Regions from separate parts of the Gasterosteus aculeatus genome. Here region 1 is linked to region 2. The links are chromatin contacts, called in public Hi-C maps. All regions are on one chromosome and are shown on one strand. The core of a region is the stretch at or near the end of the contact, and the rest is flanking DNA. Distances in the headings are between cores, read along the strand shown.

What was found. A called contact is a pair of places that touch in the nucleus more often than the background predicts.
Region 1: a Hi-C map of liver shows a contact between it and region 2, with 2.7 times the contacts expected there. The contact joins the enhancer-like site here to the promoter of bcl6aa in region 2. A contact is called at or near these places in 5 of 6 Hi-C or Micro-C datasets (liver, skeletal muscle, tail fin and 1 more).

What each region holds. Positions count from the first base shown.
Region 1 is chr8:4,619,249-4,622,419 of fGasAcu3.hap1.1, reverse strand. The region is part of intron 3 of lpp (LIM domain containing preferred translocation partner in lipoma); the gene reads right to left. Among protein-coding and RNA genes, the nearest start is that of lpp, 53 kb to the right of the region's middle. Within about 2 kb of position 1,674, at least 2 of the 9 cell types and tissues checked have open chromatin away from gene starts, as enhancers often do. A contact at or near this core is called in liver, where this site is marked.
Region 2 is chr8:4,560,036-4,563,091 of fGasAcu3.hap1.1, reverse strand. bcl6aa (BCL6A transcription repressor a) reads left to right here and starts at 1,777. Exons shown (of 10, transcript XM_040183618.2): 1 at 1,777-2,044. The coding sequence starts at 2,017.

The DNA.
Region 1 (3,171 bases), core at 425-2,924, 59 kb before region 2:
CACGAGACGCCGCGCCAACAAACGGATACACGATAAACAAGTTATTGTTTATATTCTCATTCACCCGAATGGTGGATGCAGAAAACAGAGACATTTCACTTTTAGAAAAAAAAAATGAACGAACTGAATGTGTGCAGCACGTGCAATCATTTCCCCGGCCACTCAAGAAGTCGTACACATGAAGCTGAAGTGTGTGTGTGTGTGTGTGTGTGTGTGTGTGTGTGCGCACCATGTGGGGGCAACACACCGAGCAGCTTCTTGTAAACCTTGTCCCCTTTTGTACTTGCGGAACCTTCAACAAATAAAGAACACGGCTTTGAGTGGGTAAAGTTCCAAAGTGTCTCTTTCAGATGCACTCACATGAATGATGATGTTAATGATGAATTATCATTATTATTTCTTTGCACTGTTCACAACTCTCACAGCAATTTTTTAGGCTAACCAAAATAAACAGACTTACCAACAATTTATCTGCAACGAAAGGATCAAATGCATGAAAAAAAAACTACATGATGGAAAGAAAATTCTTCCAAAGTGTGAAATCCTACTTTTACAATGCTCATATTGTTGAATGGCATGTGAATTAGTCGGGGTTACTCCTTCCGTTAGAAATCAACAATTAAAATGAATATGTAACACACTCATTTTATACAAATATCAACTGGAGTCAGCTTAAATAATGCCGTCATATATGTCAGGATGTTACCGATCCGATTTTAGTAAATAAAACGATCTGTATTCATCCTAGAGTTTTATGAAATATTTAAAGCCCCATCTCTCAAATCCAGACATACAACATTGCGAGCAGCTTGGATTATTCATCATAACTTGTCTTGAACTATGAAACATTGGAAAGAGGGTATACCGTTATCCCAAAAGAGAGACAGGTGGCAAAAGAGACGGAGGGACGGAGCCTCGTCGCGGCCGCCGATTGACACACACAATTGCAGCAATTTGGTTAAGAAGTACTAATCTGTGCTTCTCGTCGCGCAGATTGGAAATGTAAATGCTGCGTTACAAACGGGGTTGGACGAGGTGTTTGTTCTGCCAGAGGAGGAGGAGACGAGCCAAATGTGTAGTTCTAAAGTCCACGCTAATCCAAGGATTGCATCCAACCACATGTTAGAGACGGGATAAGGAGTTACGTGCCAAATTAAATTCAGATTTGGCTTCTCTTTGGTGCAGGACTCACGACTGAATCATTTGACCGTGTACTTCTGAGTACCAAACCAGACATGAGCTTTGCAAATTAAAGGCTTTTATGAGACGTAATGGGAATTTGTTCCAATGCTCAGACTTTGATGAGTCCTGTTTAGAAATTCCATTTGCTTTCCACGGCTTTTATCTGTTTTCATTAGAATTTAATTGATGTCATCAATGTAGTTTATCCAAAGCAGCTGACCAAATTAATTAAGTGTGTGTGTTTTTTTTAAGTTGCCTTTACAAAAACAGCCCAAAAAATAAGAATAAGGAAAAAGGCAAGAAAAAAAGCAGGGAAAACAGGGCGATAATGCAGCATGGTTAAAATTGGATACGTGTCTGCGTCTTGAGCATTACAGCGCTTCACAAATTGTGAGCATTGCATTAAAACGCTCCCTCCGGCTGCTCCAGGGCCTCCGTGTGAATTGTTTATATAATAACCTTGTGGCCTCCGTTAAAACTCCAGAGTGCAACAGCTCCTCCGAACCCAGGGGAGAGGAAATAAAATATGCTGCTCGACAACAAGCCCCCCCCCACCCCCCCTACCACCTCGCCCTGGCACGGATCCGCTGTGCCAGAACATACGAGGCACTTGTAACTCACGGCTTACGCAGAATTAAAACATCAACTTTCATGTACGCGTCCTCCAGAACATCGGCGATGTTTTTGCCGCTCTCATTTCAGGAAACGCGAGGGTTGTAAATGCTGCAGAGGAGCATGTTTTATTGAGCGTGTCTTAAGAGTTCTGAATGTGGAACAGCGGAATGCAAGACTTGGAGGAGGAACGAGATGGGGCGCCGCTTTCAGTCCGCGGGTTGGTTCAGAGAATTGGCTTGCAAGTCTACTTCAGACCAGCGAAAAGAAAACATCCGTAATACACATTTAGCTCGTTCATTTACCACTTTGGAGATTTGGTTGTGTAGATTTCTCCGAAATTCAGCAAGGTTAGAATGCCCTAGTTGCATGTTCATGAATTTCATGGTGATATGGAACGTATTCATTTTCTTCTTTTGAATTGGACTTTTTTACAATACAAAACAAACTTTCCAGCTTCCTCCTTTATATATTCTGAAGTTTAGTGAAAGGTTCGGTTATTTATTACTTAAAGCTCGATTCATAGCACATTTTATTCAAAAAGAGTTCAGCATTATTTACAAATGATTATGGAGGGACACAAAGATATATCCCATTTCGCATTCATATAAAAATAAAATAAAGATGTGGCTTCATTCAATGTGTCCCTAGTAGTCAAAGTCCAAAGGTGGTTTGCAATTATCGATGCTTTGGCTTCACTTGAAAATTTAAAAAAGTTTCTGTGTTTAGGCCACTTACAAACAATCAAAAAAAAAGAATGACATAATGGTAATAGTAAATAAACTCTTATTTCACAATTGTTTCGATGTGGATCTATATTAAAGAAAAACAATAACCACAACCTTACAAAACGTTTTGTGGTTGTTTGAAAGAGGATGAAATGGGTAAAAAAAGAAAGAAATCGGAATACACTAGTTTCAATAACAAAGAAACACAAACTTGCAAACGCAAATTACTTTCATTAAGATGCCATCTGTGTTTTCTCCCCACTTCTCCTTTTAACCACAATCCTTTTCTAGCAAAAAGGGCCCTTTGTTCCCCTTGACTACAGTGAAACAGAGACAGAACTTTTTTTCATTTCAAACTTTCCAAAATGGTGAAGATCAGACGACCTTTATTCATACGTTAGGATGAAAATATAAAAAAACAGAAAGAAACACGACCGCGAGGACCCTCACCGGCCGCCCCCCAGTAAACACGGCCCCCTGCGGCCCCGGAGACGTCCCCCACTCAGTCTGCGTCAGAGAGTCCTCGTCCCTCTAATGGAGGCCTAATCAGCACGGGTTTGGGCTGTTGAGCACTTCCCGCTCTGTGCCGTGAATGAGGCTCGCTCCATTTGTGACCATCGGGAGCCGCAGCGCTAACGAGGGGCAGCGG
Region 2 (3,056 bases), core at 528-3,027:
TGACAGCGTTAATCCGACTTCCTTATCAACATAAAAAAAAAATGTAAAAAGTATTTGCCGCTGTTTGGCCCCCGGGGGGCCGGCAGCGGGGCAGCCTCTGTAACGGAATGATATGGATTACACAAACCTTGCCCTCCCCCTTCCCAAAATTCCTTACGCCTGCCAGTCAAACACATACGATGGCCGTATAAAACCCAAAGATCCCTCTGATGATTAAGGTCACTCATACGCTGCTCTGTGGAAGCCATCCTCTTATAAGCCCAGCAGAGCAGGATGCAGAGCAGGATGCAGGGCAGGGTAGAGGGCAGGGTAGAGGGGGTGGGGGGGGGGGGGACGATGACGCTATGTTGTCATTAATCTTCAGGTTCTTTCGGCCTGGAGGCTGCTGGTGACGGAGAGACGGCACAGCGATCAGAAGTTCTTTCCTGTAGTTATTTCGCCCTCTGAGACGCTGTGACCTGTTGTGGGCTTTCATCTGTGTGTTAGTCCCGAGGTCTAAGCTTCTTCACCAGGAGTTTATCCCTGGATCACACGGATCCCAGGGCTCACCGGCCATTTGCCCCCCCGTCCCGTCCCGTCCTGCCCCAACAGCTCAGTTTGTTAGGGGGGCGCTTTATGATGGAAATGTGTTGGGCCTAATTTGGCTTTTGGGGTTGGATTGGCTGATTTCTAGTCGCACTCATCCGAATAGATTATCCTGAGCAATCACACTGTCCAGATCTGTCATACATTCATATATGGATACATGTGTATTAATCCCCCCCCCCCCGACCCCCCAGTGGTGTTTGCTTCTGTGTGTAGAGTGCTGTGATGACAGCAGCGCAGTGCTGATGCACCTGTGATGCATTTCATCAGCCGTGGAGGCCTCGACACACTGGGACTTGTACATAACCGCTGTGGACGGGTGCATTGTCACTGGTCAACTTCTCTTTTCTAAATGATAAACATGCAGTTCCACAAAAAAAAGCAACAGTGACATTATCATTCTCTGTTTTCAGGATTTTCCTCCCTAATTTCCTCTGAGGCTTCCACATTGCTGACCTTCCCATTGACGGTGCCAGGTTGAACGGACAGCTGGTGTGATGTAATAACCCCCCCCCTTACAGTAGACAAGTTATAAAGAGCAATATCTAGTTCCATGGATTGAGATAAGCTTAGGTAGATTAATGCTCCAGGACACTGAAATGTTTGTTGTATAAAGCTCTGTTTATAAAACAATGTGTTGCCGTATATGAAAAAAGAGTCTAATCTGGCAGATGGCATGAGCTCCAAGAGTTCCCTCCACATTAAAGGCACTGCTGCTCCATGGTTTGTGCTCCTGTGGCTTAATGGGATTTTAGACTCTTCGTTCAAATGAATTATATATATAGGAAAACTGGGATTATTTTACAGGCTGCTTAATCTCCTTTTCCTCTTTTTTTCTACCCCTCCCTACACTCTCCAAAAACCGAGCCTGCCCCACGGTTTTCAGCATTCGTGGAAAAGAGGAGCGCCACAATCAATGAACGCTAGAGCGCAGGCGGCCTATCAGCCGGGAGAGCCGGAGATGCCCCGTGGACCCGGCTGGCTGCCGTCGGAGCGCTCGGTCGACTTTCCCGCCAGCGTCCCCAATCCCGCTCAACGCTAACGGAGGCTCCGCCAGAGCTGCTCCACCGCGGCCAGATACACACCGCGTGCCCTTTTGAACTAAAGGCAGCTTGGCCCCCCCCTCCCCCCCCAATCCCCCACCCCTACCCACTCATCCAGCACTGGCTGCCACTCAGGAGGAGGAGGAGGAGGAGGAGGCTTGGGCACCAGTTCAGACTCGGCATCGTGGAACGTCCAGCTGCTTGCCAGTGTTGTGTTGATGCTCCGGACGTTAACACAGAGGAAAGGTTGATTGATCTGTGGGCGCCGCTCACCGAGGAAGACTTCTGGATCTGCAGGAGAGGCCCTCGCCGCTTCCTCAACTGGGCTCCCGGCTTTTTGAGTTCAAGGCACAGCGCTTCCTCCCGACTTCCCACTACAGCTCCCATCATGCCTCACTCCTTCCAGCAGAAAAAAGGTGAGACATCCTTCTTCGGTTCTTAGACACCTGCGCGGGGGCAAGTTGGTCGACGCCGGCAAGATGAATGAATGTGCAGCATAGTGAAAAATCCTTGAATTGCATATATGGGAGATTTGAAATAAGTGACTAGAAATGTCCTTTTGGATTTCTATATTTCCAGTTTCTGTCATATCTTTCGTTGCAGTGAAACCTGTGAAAATATCAAGTTTGCATATATCCTAGATAATCATAATTTGAGTATATCAAACCCCACATTATAATGTGTACACATTCTTTTGCACCCCACACACAAGCTGCATCCACAGGAAGAGCGACAGCTGAAAACATTCCTCCACAGACAAAGGTCAGAGTCCCCGGCTGCCTCACTGCTGCATTGAAACTAATCATTATGGTTCCACGCCGGCTTTATGAGGGTCACCTCATCTTAGACATCAAATCAATGCACTTGCTCGTTCACAACGTTAACAAGGTCGGGCATGCATGCAAAGCAGTGCTCCCGGGGGTGGAGGGGTCACGATAAGTACAACTGATGTCTGATAGGCAAATGGGATTACAATATCCTGGCAGGGTCATCCACAGTATGTAGAAAGCATGTATTCAACTTGCTGATGTGAGGGACCTTCCACAATCTTCAATCATGTTTGCACTAGATGCATGTTTTGTACTTTATCCTTAACACTAAACAATCAGATCATTGATGGACAATAACGTACCAGTTGGCAAGTGATGATCACTAGGAATGCTGGGGGTTCCATGCAACCGGTGAACCAACCGAGTGCAGCAGATATGTAGCGTGTCTGCGTGCGAGATGCAGAACGGATAACACCTAGAAACGACAAACGTGTCGAGCAGAGCAGGTGCCAGTCTGCTCTCTGTGCGTCCGCACTTCCGCCAGAGATGCAGTGGCTGCTGACTGTGATACATTAGTGGGAGTGAATCATATATATATATATATATATGATTTCTTATTCTCTTCATTTTAAAACGTGCGCAAATGCAGATTAATGAG